Regions from separate parts of the Macaca mulatta genome. Here region 2 is linked to region 1. The links are chromatin contacts, called in public Hi-C maps. All regions are on one chromosome and are shown on one strand. Each heading gives the region's core, a stretch centred on a gene start, on an enhancer-like site or on the middle of the called end of the contact. The rest is flanking DNA. Distances are from core to core; before and after follow the strand shown. Region 1 has its middle 220 kb from the start of SOX11. Region 2 has its middle 300 kb from the start of SOX11.

Region 1 (6,840 bases), core at 2,884-5,383:
TACCAGAAAAATTAGGACAGCAGGTGTTGGAACACATCCACCGGACAACCCACCTGGGTGCCCGGCGAATGATGGACTTAATCAGGCACGCCAAGTTTAGAATCAGGCACATAGCTGAACTGGCCAGCGATGTCACAACAAATTGCAAAGCCTGCCAACTAAACAACGCTTGCCCCCAAACCCAGACCACCGCAGGAATTAGGTGTAGAGGAACTAGGCCTGGTATCTATTGGGAAATAGACTTTACTGAGATAAAGCCTGGAAAATATGGGTATCAGTACTTACTTGTCTTTGTAGATACTTTTTCAGGATGGACAGAAGCATTCCCAACTAAGAGAGAAACTGCTCAGGTTGTAGCAAAGAAAATTTTGGAAGAAATCCTCCCCAGGTATGGCTTTCCCGTCCAAATAGGGTCAGACAATGGACCAGCCTTCGTTGCTAAGGTAAGTCAGGATTTGGCTTCCATTCTGGGGGCAAATTGGAAATTACATTGTGCTTATAGGCCCCAAAGCTCAGGACAGGTAGAAAGGATGAATTGGACTCTGAAGGAGACCTTAACTAAATTGACCATGGAGACTGGCGCTAATTGGGTAGTACTTCTCCCCTACGCTCTGTTCCGGGCCCGAAATACCCCTTACAGACTAGGCCTCACACCATATGAAATCATGTATGGCAGACCCCCACCCCTGGTCCCCAGTCTAAAAGATGACTTACTCAAACCTGAAACTGAAAATGTCTCTGAGCTCCTGTTCTCCTTACAAGCCTTACAGAAAATTCACCAGGAAATTTGGCCCAGACTATGAGAACTGTACGAGGCAGGACTTCCGCCGATGCCTCATCCGTTCCAGCCGGGAGACTGGGTCCTAGTCAAGCGCCACCGGCAAGAAACTCTTCAACCCAGGTGGAAAGGACCACTACAAGTACTCCTGACTACTCCCACCGCTCTCAAAGTAGAAGGCATTGCTTCGTGGATCCACTACACACACGTCAAACCAGTGGACCCAACATCCGACCTTCTCGAGCCGTCTGGAGCACCGGTTACATGGACTATAGACAAAGCTAAGAACAATCACTTAAAGCTAACCCTGCGCCGTCATCCCCATAGCCGTAACCATGTCTAGCTTACCTATGCTTTTATGCCTTATGCATCTGACTCTCCTCACTGCTGCGCCGTCTAATCCCTATGTCTGGAGGTTCTGGCTCTATGAGAACAAAACTCACCCCGGGGAAACCCCCCAAGCGGGTAAACTGCTAGCTAGCGCAGACTGCCCCCCCTCAGGGTGTAATACTATAGTTTACCTCAATTTCACTAGGTTCCAGATTGCCCAACCAGCAATACCCATGATCTGTTTTGAATATGATCAAACTGAATATAATTGTAAAAATTATTGGTGGCACCAGAGTGCAGGTTGCCCATATAACTACTGTAAGACACACTCTGTCCGATACTGGAGAGAACGACAAGGGTGGTATTTTTACAAAACTGAGTCTCCCGTCACTTAGACTTGGATAATTAGAGACCCATGGGACTCTCGGTGGACAACCCCACAACATGGGGGAGTATATTACTCATCAACTAGTACCTGGCCCAGTAGCCATTTATATCTGTGGAGAAGTCTAGTCCAGATTCAACCCTTAATCCACACACAAATCCACAGGCAAGAAACCAAGCTATCACAAGACTTGCAGCCCTTCTCCTGGCTAACTCTATTATGGGAAGGGCTAGCATTCGCCAACCTCACTGGTTTAGGCGACCTGTCCTCTTGCTTTATGTGTGCAACCCTAGGAAGACCACCATTAACGGCTGTTCCTCTATCCTCCCCTCCCACAAACTATACAGGTTTTAACTCATCGATAGTCACGATACCCGATGTGGCCCTGTACCGTGACCCATACCAAGAGAAATACCCCTATTGTTATTCAGCATTTAGCAACAGCCTCTGTAACCAATCGGCTACATACCCTAATAGTCCCATATATGCTCCCCCTGGTGTGTTCTTCTGGTGTAATATGACTCTGTTAAAAACTCTGTCCAAAAGCATCTCTGACGGACAGTTGTGTATCCCTGTTACCCTAGTTCCCCGACTGACACTGCTAACCCTGGCAGAGTTCATAGGCTGGGCAGGGACCGCCCCAACTAAAACTGCGTGACATAGACGAGCAGTTTTTCTACCACTAATTGCCGGAATATCCTTAACCACCTCTGTCGTCGCAGCGGGGTTAGCAGGAGGGGCCCTACAACACTCCATGATAGAAAACGACAAGCTGTTACAACAATTCTCTGTTGCTATGGAAGACTCCGCCTATTCCCTAGCCTCCCTTCAGCGGCAGCTCACCTCCCTAGCACAGGTCACCCTTCAAAACCGCAGAGCCTTAGACTTACTCACGGCTGAGAAAGGAGGTACCTGTATGTTCCTCAAAGAAGAATGCTGTTTCTATATAAATGAGTCAGGGTTAGTTGAGGAAAGAGTCCAACGCCTACACGAACTAAGCTTAGAAATGAAAAAGCAACAATTCACTACAGCCGCTAACAATTGGTGGAGCTCTTCAATGTTTTCCCTTCTGGCACCCCTTTTAGGCCCCCTAATGTCTTTACTACTTCTATTCACTATAGGCCCCTGTGTGGTAAATAAAATTTTACAATTTGTCAGAGAAAGGTTTGATACCATCCAACTAATGGTCCTCCGTAGCCATCACCAGCCTCTCCTGCACCCAGAAAGTGAGGCTATATTATAAGACTCTGGAAATCCAAGATTGGACATCCAGTTACTTATGAGAAGGGGGAAATGAAAGGACACAAAGATAGATGTGTACCCGCCCCCCACCCGCTACACCCTTGTTCTGCTCTCTAATCTTTGCACATACCAGAGATTTCGTAAGTTCTGTGAGTACCTGGTTTTCTGCACGTACCAGAGATTTTGTTTTGCACATACCAGAGATTTTGTAAGTTCTGAGGCAAGGTCACAAGACGTGTTTAAGTAAGATAAACTCTTGCTGCCATAAACCTGCTCTCCCACCTCAAAGTTTGAACCAAAAATATCAGAAATGGCAGGAACCAATCATAGTTAGCCAAATCGCCTTGTTCAAACACTAGCCAATCATATATCTGATTTGTATAATAACTCTATGCCCACTTTTCTTAGACTATATAACATTGTTCGGAGCTGAGTGGGGGAGCTCTCCTGCCCGTCTCGTTTCACGAGCGAGGGAGAGTTCCAGGTTCGAACTTGTAATAAAGATCCTTGCTGCTTAGCTTTGACTCTGGACTCTGGTGGTCTTCTTCGGGGAATAAACGGTCTGGGCATAACAGTTTCATGATTTGTTCTATTTTTGAGAAATCGACAAAATTATACATTATATCCTTCTACTAAAAATGGAAGGTTTTGTTTTCCCAAAGCTTGATTCTTTATAGAGCCAGTGATTGGACACTCTTTTATAGGTAGAACTCGAGAGTTGTCTTGGTTGCTCCCAAAAGGAATCCTAGAGGAAGAACTGGATGCACCTTGGTCCTCTGTGAGAAACATAAATAAAGGGTTCAACTTCATGAACTGAGACTTGCACATCCTCTGAGAATTCACCGCGTTCCTCCCTGCATGCTTCCTTGCTTGGCAAATGCATTTCCCTGGGACTTTTTAGTACATTTCTTAAGTCCTGGTGTTAGGTTTTACCCAATAATGTTTGGACAAGCAGTCAGAAAGAGCCACCACTAGGCAGGGTATTCTCTACAAAGCTAGCTTCCTGCTGGAATAACTTGGAGGCCGAAATAGCCAAAAACAAATCCGAGGGGCCTGGCTCCAGCCAGCAGTGTCTTTCACCCAAGTGTGTTCAGCCACGCCCAGAACCATTGTTCCTCTGGGTAGGAAATGAAGGAGGGGCTCCTCCACTGCAGCCAAAGAGGAAATGGGGAGCCTTGTCCTTGCATATTGCATGAGACCGCCACCCCCAAATTATGCAGATAAGAGTGGTTGAATCCAGCAGTCAGCCACAGAAAGGGAAAACCCAGCTAAGTACAGTAATTATAAACCAAAGAGACCTGCCTGTTACGGGTGTCATTTGGAGAAGCTTGTGGGCTCCTTTCCCTTTAAGGGCTGAGTTGCGGGACTGTTGTTGACTGTGATTTGAAACTCCCTCCCCTGTGGGCTGGTTGTCATCATTGTTCTCTCAACACATGCACCAGGCTTGGCTTAATTAGTGGTGTGTTGTTGGGGTGGGCCAAATTTTATATCCTGGCATTGGGGGAGGTGTAAAGTTGCAGCCACAATTGTCTGGAGATGTTGATCAAATCCAGATTACCTGAGCCTGGGGCACAGTTGGCGCAGCTTTCCTTACCAAAACAGGCTAATAAACAAGTAAATAAGAGGGGAAATGCTCTCCTGCTTATTAGGGAGTCGGATTCCCTCTATCTTTTTTTATTTTAAGTAAAACTAGATCGTTTCTGAAATTTTTAGGCTTGATTTTGCAGCATGCTTTTTTTTTTTTCTTGTTTCCTTTCCATTTGCATATTTCCTAGGAGACAGGCTCCCATCTAATCATGGATTAGGATTTGAAAAATCAGTAAATTTTATGCTTTTAGAATGTCATTTTCTCTGTGAAAATGGAAGCACTGGTGGCTACTCCTTGTTGTAACTACTGTGTTTTCCACATTCCACGTAAATTAAAGTGTATATAAACACGAACATTAGGAAGTTGCTTGATGAAAATACATATTAGATTCTGAAATGCACAGAGACTTTTTAAAAACTGTTCGTCAAAATACACTGCTTCTGATGCATTTTCTCCTGATATCTCTGCATCAAAATTCCTCAGAGTAGGATAGATTAAGTGGTCATAAAATGCAAAAAATATGCATACAAATATACATGGATTGTATATATATCTGTATATACGGTAGAGTAAAAAACTAAACATAAAACCACCTATTTATTTTTTCTATGTCTAATAATTATAATTTTATTATACTTTAATACAATTTAAATATATTGTATATAATATACATAATATATTTAAATAAATATATATTTTAAATATAATTGCGTATGTATGTATGTATGTATATTTGGCAGAACAAAGGTTTCTAAATACTTGTTCAAAGACATTTTGTGTAGAAAATGACAAAACCACACAACTCCTTCTGTAATCACCCAGGAAAAGAAGAGAGCCTAGTGTGTCTAGTCCTCTTGGGCATCTAAGTACATGAATTGCATTAGGCAAATCTGGTTCCTCCTCTATAAAGGAGGGGACTGGACTAAGTCCTTTAGCAGGTCCTCCCCACCCAGTTGTTCCAGGACGCTAAACCTTCACAAATTGAGGATCTCCTCCATCTACCTTCAATCTGTTGTTTGCAGGTAGAATTATCAATTTCAATCAAGATAAAATTGCTGGACACAGAAAAAAAAAAAAAAAAAACTAGATCATCTGATGCCAAGTCATTTTAAAGCATCTATTTAATTCCCCCACGTGTAATGCTGTGATGCTGCATGAAACCGCTTTCTTCTTTCATGCAATTTGAAATCAGGATCCATCAGCCCCAGTTAATTTGTTCATGAATCAAGAATGAACAAGATCTAGATCTTCATTGTGGCCTAATTGGGGTTTAATTAACTGGGGTGCTCTTTGGTGAAGAGAAAAACAAATGTGGAGGAAGAAAACACACAGTCTCCATGTCACAAAGGGATTTGGGGATTTCCTGAGGTTTTTCAAGCCAGGCGGTTGCAACTTCTCACACAGCTCAGGCAAACACCCCAGGACAAGCAGGCTGTGGGACATTTGCCAACTGTTTACCTTTGTTCATAGTATCTACTTGTACGGGCCAATGGTGTCACTATGAGGATGCCTCCACCTTCAGGTGCAGCAAGAGAAAAGCAAGGCGGCTCCAATGTCATGCAGCTCAGCTTTGGTACCACATCGAGTGTCCTCTAGGCACCAGCCTTTGAGGGTCAACAAGTGCATGGGCTGCGGGTCAGATATCCCTTCGAGGGCTGCTTCTCTGCTGGCTGCCAGGTCTGGCTTCTTTGGTCTCTGGTCTCAGGGTGTCGTCCTGCCATCTCTACTGCAAAGCTAATCAGGACCTGTCATTGAGGTCTCTGTGGAGGATCCCACTTTTCTAAGCCAGCCAAATGCTCTGTCTTTAGTAAACACATCTAGGGGAAAGCTGCTGAAGTAACAGCGAAACAAAAGGGACCCACTCTTCAGCTATGATGTAATCCTTGCAGGAGTCCAGACCTCAATTGGCAGGGTTAGAATTACGTTTTGGAGACAGACAAGAACATGAAAACACAGTGGAGATGTGAGCGCGACACTGGAAACTGGAGGGCATCAGAGAGGCATTGGAGCAGCGTGCATGGTCCTGCAGGTGACACACTGAAGACCGCAGCCAGTGGAAAACACAAGTGAGGTCGTCAAAAGACTCTGGTTTGGTCAGATGGAAAACTATATGTTTTGAATTAACATATCTAGACATTTCCAAAAGCATTTTCTTATTAAGAAAAACTTCTTTTTTTTCTTTCAGGACAGCAGTCTGATATCCTCTCTCTCTCTGGGGGCACATTATGGTAGGATTTGGATGCTCACACATTACCTACTACCCTCTCCTTCACACTCTTTCTCTCTGAGACTCACTTGGCTTCTGGTTCCTCAGCCTTGCAGATATTGCTTATGGCCACTACAGCCAGCAAACTGTACCTCGCTTAAGATAGTAGCATCTGGGGAAAGGTTTACAAAGATGCGCTGCCAGGTCACTGCCCTGGGAGCTATGTCAGGAAACTGTCTCTTGAGAATGAGGTTTTAACAAAGTCCTTCTGGCCCCTTAGCATCCAATCCCCTTGCAAAATGGAAGGCCAG
Region 2 (6,840 bases), core at 1,479-3,978, 79 kb before region 1:
AACATTTTTTATCTGTAGATCTGTTTTCATGAACATTTTCAAATGATAACCCACTCAGAAAAATTTTAGACAAACTAAAAAGAATGCTGTGAGATAATTCTTATCTTGCTAGGATTGGTTGAGGATATAACCAAATAAGGCAAGAGTTCAGTGAAGAGGCTCCTTTTGCCCTAAGGGATGGTCCAACTTCCATGATTCAGCCTCTGCAATTGACAATATGCTTTCGATTTTAAACACTGGAGTAATACCTAAGTTCCAGGCAATAAATTTTGGCTTTTGAAGTGTATCCTTTGGATTTGTTTCTATATTTATTGCATGTTTAATTAATTAATATCTAGATATTTAATGTATGTTGAAAACTTGCAAAGAAAGTTTAAAAATAAGACATTTTCATAAAATGTGAGTAATTTTCTTGTTTAGAAAAACATTTTCTGTTGGCTAAGATAACATCTATATAATTACTTTTAAAGAAAATAAACAAAATGACTTAATTGTGAACATTTTAAATATATCTGCCTAGAGCACATTTATATATGAGTAGTGTTGAAGAATTAATGGAAAAATACATGATCTCTTATTTGATTTTTGTTCAAAGATTTAAAATACGTAATTAGAGCTGAAAGTACCATTTGGGTATAGACTCTCAGTATGGCCATTTATAACACTTTTATAGGAAGAATAAAACCATCCATTAAGTGTTGGTACACAGGAAAAATGAGAAGTGGAGTAAAATATTTTTGGTGATTCTATATTTAAGCTGTTGCTTATGCATGGACACAAATACGAAGAATTCAAATTAAATGTTGTCTTTTTATATTTGACATAAACTACTTCCTCCACCCAAACATAAGACATATTCATATAAGACAGATGCTTAGAAATATATTTAGGTGGTTGCAGATTTTATCCCTACATTTTTCATTTCGTTATTTAATTTTATGGCAAATATTACAGTTTATTTTTAATATAATATTATCACTTTAATGACAGTTTTACATGCTTAAATAAAATCTAGATTGTATTTATGTCCATGTATAGATAGATAGCTCAGAATAGCACTCAGAAATAACAAAAACTTTTCCATTCTTAAAATTTTCAATGCATACAATTCCCTAGGTGTCAAGAATACATCCCAAGAGCTTTTAAATGTGTAATATTGACCTGATTTCAAGACATATACAAAGCCACCTTCTTACTGGCCACAGGTATGGATAGCATGGACTACAGAGCTTTTTCTGTTTCCCAGACCTTACCAGAATACCTCCATAGGTTGTGAGGCATTTACCTAAGAGAGTGTGATGGCTTTTTCAGAGCAGTTATAATCTATTGGGTCAAAGCATCTTCCGTTGATACAACATTTTCGCTTATTCTGCAGTCAGAGAGGTCTGGCAGATCGGGCCAGAGGCACGAAGCCTCATGAAATATTTAAGAAAGGCCTTCCTCCATGCACACACAAATAAGTCTCCCAAATCACGTGACCAAGGCAGTTTTAAATTTTGACGTTGGGAAGGAAAGAAAACAATAATTTTAAAAAATAACAAAATTAAGCAAACAGAAAATTTCACATGAAAGCAATCGGCAGGTAGAATGCCACCGGTGGCATTTTGAAGGTCCTGGAAAGCATGGGGTTTATGGAGTAATTAATGACCACAACGTTATCAACGACCCTGGGATGCGGTGGGGAGAGAGGAAGGGGGCAGGTGTACCGAAAGCTTAATTATACATCTTCATTCTCTGGTTAACAAACATTCTTGTGGAACCTGAGCGCTCCGTGAGGAGCTTGATGTTCTGTTCACAAGCAGCTGCCTTTCTAAAGCATTGCATTAATTCAATAATTTCTGACAGACCGGAAGATTGTTTAAAAAGTCTATCTGTGTGAAAATTATTTCCAATCGGGAAGTACCCATGACTATTTCTCCACTGGTTTATCCTCAGCATATTCAGGAAAGAGGGTAACCACATGAAGTCAGAGCTCTCATCTCTGTTGAGATGCTGACCTGACATCCAACCTGTTCCTTTTGACCTTAAGTTGTTGCTATTTTGTCTCTGTAACAGGTGAAGAGATAACAAAGATACCTATTACCTATGGGGGAAGAGGAAGCTTCAACTATATCCAAGGATAGGCTCTGCCTATGATTTCTGGCCTTCGAAAAAGCAGCAAACAAGATTTCTCCAATGCAAAGATTACCATCCTAACATTGTCTGTCTTTCTTCATGTAAAATGGCAATGGGAGATATTCCAAAGCCAGGCTCTGGGCATTCCAAAGCTTGCACTCCTGTCTGCCCTCCCCCACCCATCTCGTCTACCCTCACTCTGCCTTCCTTCCAGCCCAGCGTCTTAAGATAAAAGGAGGATGCCATGCAGTGTAAAGGCAGTCAGTTGTCAATGTATCCACGCACATTCTCAGTCTCTGTTCAATGTTCCATGACAACAAGGTGAGACGGCAGAGGTTATCCGAACAGCTGCTGCCTAAGCTGGAAATTCCAGGCATTGAGCACCATCTGTCTATACATTCACAAATGTATATAAGGGCCATCTATCAGGCTGGAGCACTGCAGCTGCCTCCCCGGCAGGCCTGCTTCCTTTCTCGGCACCGAACAATAAGAGCTAGTTCTTCACTTTGTGTCACACAGAATGGCTGATTTGATTAAGTCCCCAACCCTCATTATGCTAGGTAGGAGTGTAGAATTTCAATGATAATCCATAATGCATGACCAGTTTGTCACCATGGCAACATAAATTCAAGGTTACTAGCTCAGACGCATAATTGGGTGTGCATTGAGTGCTGAGGAAGGCTGTTAAAATTCTTGTCATAGAAAAGTAGCATCCATCATACTGTCTGAAATTGCAAAGTACTCATAATCAGACAGAAAAATCCTTGGAGAAAAATGTTAATAAAATAACTATTACAGTCTAATAAAATTATTAAGTTTAACCACTTTAGTTTTTAAAGTATTTCAGTTAATAAGAATGAAATAGACACCTCATTAAACATTGGAGACTTGGATTTAACCTTCCCCATCGATATTTGCATTGAAATATGGACCTAAAGAATTTTTGGTCTGTTTGATTGATTGATCAAAACAAGCCCATATAATAAAACAAGCCCATAAAATATCTTTGTGCGTTCTTGTTTCATTTTTGTATTTCAGATTGGATTTTTCTTAGCTGTAAGAATATTTCCTTAATAAAATGCTCTGGGGAGAAACTAAATCTACTTCTTTGCTTTTAAAAGCTCAAAATTAAATTATGCATGTTATTTGCTGTACCTCCCAAAGTAGAGAGAGATGGAAACTAAGGTGGTGATGAAAACATGCAAGAATGAAGAGTCGAAAGTAGATAAGAATATTTTAAATTATCAGCCCATCCAGCTATGGCTGGGGACAAATATTTTGGTATTCATAAATAGGTGTAATAGAAATTGTATTCCGATGTATATGACTATTAAAAATCCAATACAAAAACAAATGTGTACCCTCCAAAAGGATTTAATTTTGGACCAAAATAATTATGGTAATTACTTGTTTTGGTGTCTGCCTTTGCCAATGAAGTAGAACCAGGGAGAGAGTTATAAATGAGCTCTTGGCAAATGGCTTAGAATTCAGCTCCGAGTGTTATTGGAGGAGCATATCATGGCTCATGGTGGATTTTCCCCCATTTCCTTTGATTGAGTAAAACCAACGTTTCTCTGGATTTTAAGTATAAAATGCTTTACTCTGGAATATTATTTATTATAATTTTTCACCAATCGTGAAAACATTTAGCTGTATTTCCTTTAGCTATAGGACACAGGAGTACATATGTTTTCAAGAGACAAGCCTGCCTTTGTTACTGAGATTCAGCTTTTATTTAATTCTGTTGGAGAAAATTAAGACTCATTGACTTAAAAGATAAGAGAATTCCTGCCAAATAAAGGCAGACTTGGCCACATGACCATGCAAATAATTTTGTGCTTTTGCATAGACCTTGTAGGAAGTGAGATTTAATTGCTTCTTCATTCTTTTCACACTTAGCCCTCTCATCCTGTCTCAACCCTGCTTTCCTCTCCAGCTACGACGCAGGATATACACAAAAGCGGTTATTTGTCTTGTATCACATCTACCGTCATTACAAAACAACGAAAACAGCGGATAAAGGTACAAATAAATTTAATTTTAGGCAGCTGACATCACTTTGTATATATTTTTACCTTATAGTGTTTAATACTGTCCTCAGTTTTCTACAAAGCCAAATAGGATTAGATGATTTTTTACAGTGAATAACACAGATTTAGTCTTTCAGTTAAGATCACACCCCCAGGATCTGTGCAGTTTTTAAAGTGGAACAGAAGAGAAAATCAAGAATCAAAATCAGGTGACCTAATTCAGAATATAGATGTAATTTAATATTTTTTAATGTTGTGTTTAATCATACTAATGGCTGTGTCCTTTAGATTTTTTTAAAAATTGAAGATATCTTGTGTGGTACAATTTTATTTGAAATATGAAAGGGCTCAGTCTGAAAGAACTTGCTTACAAAAGTCACATCTGGAAGTATATTCAGTTCCAAGTGCACACATGTAACTCCAATTAACATTACACATGCTAAGGAAAATATACCCGGGCGGGTGGCAGAGGGGGAGGGGTAGAGGAACCAAAGAAAGGGGTTTGTGTCTGATTTAAATACAAGTGACTTTGTGGAGAACACCAGCATGTGCTCAAATGAACCCCTGTTGTGGAAGTGCAGTGGCTCTCCAGACAGAATAACATTCCTGATTTGAGTTTAGTGAAGTACAGCCATGACCAGGCACAAATGCTGAGCTGGTATATATACCTAGACTGAAATGAAACTGCTACAAGCTGTTTAGGGGATGAGTATGATTCCGTTTGGGGAACCTTAAAGGTAATTTAAAATTTTATTATTTGAGGAGTTTGGCTTTAGTAGACTGAAGTATACATATTTGTACTGATCACTACTGTTATGTACCAAATCAAAACATACTGTTGGATATTTTTAACCATTCTTTATGCTATGTAACACATAAGAACCAAAAAAATGCAATTAAGCCAAAAGCATATAGATCAATACCATGAGTTTCAGAGTAACCAATATTGCAATGTTTTCCAGTATTCTTGAAAACAATGAAGGACAATCTGTAATATTTTCCCTTTATCAAATCTAAAATAATGAAGATATTGCAATATGAGTTATATGTAAAATTGTAGACTCATGTCCACTGTGTCTCGAAATTTTCATTAATTTTTACATGAAACCTACACTTGCCATTTGAAAATATACTGTAAATAATTTTCATTTTTAACAAGCTATGATTTGCTATTAGTCAATTATTTTAAGATTGAAATAATTATGAAATAAGCACCTGATAAATATCTATGAAAAATGATGTATCATACCTCCAAATAAATTGTGCAACAGTGAGATAGAACTTATGTGTTGAAATGGGAAGGGATTCTAATTATCTCAGTGTTGGTTATGTAAAAGATATATATCAGCTGAAAAGAGTAAACAAAGGAATTATTGTTTCTGCAATCAGCTTTATTTACACTTGAGTCGGCCCTTTATTTTCCTCATTATTTTCCCTCTGCATGATAATTTTTGTTTCTTAAGCACTTCATATTCTGATGCCTTTATCTGCATTGGCTATGCTGGGGATCATAACACTGTACCCCACAATATGGCACTTCATCATTTTGAGTATTTTAAGCTGAATGACATTGAGAAAACCTCAGAAGCAGGAAGGTCACTCTCTGATCTTCTCCCTCACTCCTCCCCTGAAGAAGCTCATGTGACAGGTGTCCTGCCCTGTACCCTCTATACCTGCAGAGGAACTGTCCCAGAGAGGCCAAGAAGAATCTGAACAACCAGGATTTGCCAAGTTCGCTCCAGGTGGTTACCACTGGACCATACCTTATTGTCCTAGGTCTTACCTTTGCATGACTGTCCATAGAAATGGACAGTTTTCCCGGAAGCTTTTTGAGTCAAAATATTTTTTTAGAGGCAGAGTCTGAAATTCCTGCCTGCAAGCAATCCTCCTTCCTCAGCCTCACAAGTCGAGTAATCACAAGAGATTATAGGGGTGAGCCACCATGCCCAACTCTTTCCCTGGGTCTTTGTTACGCTTTTCTATTATTATTTTTAAGACAGCATTTTGCTCTGTTGCCCAGGCTGGAGTGCAGTGATGCGATCACAGTGATTCTCAAGTGATTCTCCCTCCTCTCGGGAGGATTCCCAGCCTCCTGAGTAGCTGAGACCACAGTTGTGTGCCACCATGCCCAGCTACTTTTTTTGTATTTTTTGTAGACATGGGGTCTCACCATGTTGCCCCATGCTGGCCTTGAACACCTGGGCTTACGCCTTCCTCCCACCTTGGCCTCCCAAAATGCTGGGATTATAGGTGTGAGCCACCACAGCCAGAGCCAGCCTCCTTTATTTTGCTGTGCAATCTCTGCAGCATGGTCATCAATCTTGATGCATTAGGACAATGCATGGGGCAATCATGCCATGCCACCCTCCACAGAGGAGCTGCTGTGATAAACCCTAAGCTAATATTTCCCCAGGTAGCTCATAAAATACACTTATCCATCATCTTAGAACATTGTAATGGACGCTCGTGAAGATGAGCACCAAGCAAAAATATGATTTTCAAGTCAATTTTTAAAACTCACTTATATAACTCCAAATATAGGTGAACCTCCTACTAGACCACATCATGGAAATGTATTGAAATTGCTAATCAGTATATATCCAATAAGAGCCAATTAGATCTATGAAAGCATAGTAAACTTGTGACCAAAAGGAAATGAGCAATTGAGTGAAGTGCCTATTTCAGACTTTCAAAC

The links. A called contact is a pair of places that touch in the nucleus more often than the background predicts.
Region 2: a Hi-C map of fetal cortex germinal zone shows a contact between it and region 1, with 2.2 times the contacts expected there. The contact joins two enhancer-like sites. A contact is called at or near these places in 2 of 14 Hi-C or Micro-C datasets (fetal cortex germinal zone and fetal cortical plate).

What each region holds. Positions count from the first base shown.
Region 1 is chr13:119,351,229-119,358,068 of T2T-MMU8v2.0, reverse strand. No RefSeq gene overlaps it. Among named protein-coding and RNA genes, the nearest start is that of SOX11, 220 kb to the right of the region's middle. Within about 2 kb of position 4,133, at least 6 of the 40 cell types and tissues checked have an H3K27ac peak or open chromatin away from gene starts, as enhancers often do. A contact at or near this core is called in fetal cortex germinal zone, where this site is marked.
Region 2 is chr13:119,429,284-119,436,123 of T2T-MMU8v2.0, reverse strand. No RefSeq gene overlaps it. Among named protein-coding and RNA genes, the nearest start is that of SOX11, 300 kb to the right of the region's middle. Within about 2 kb of position 2,728, at least 9 of the 40 cell types and tissues checked have an H3K27ac peak or open chromatin away from gene starts, as enhancers often do. A contact at or near this core is called in fetal cortex germinal zone, where this site is marked.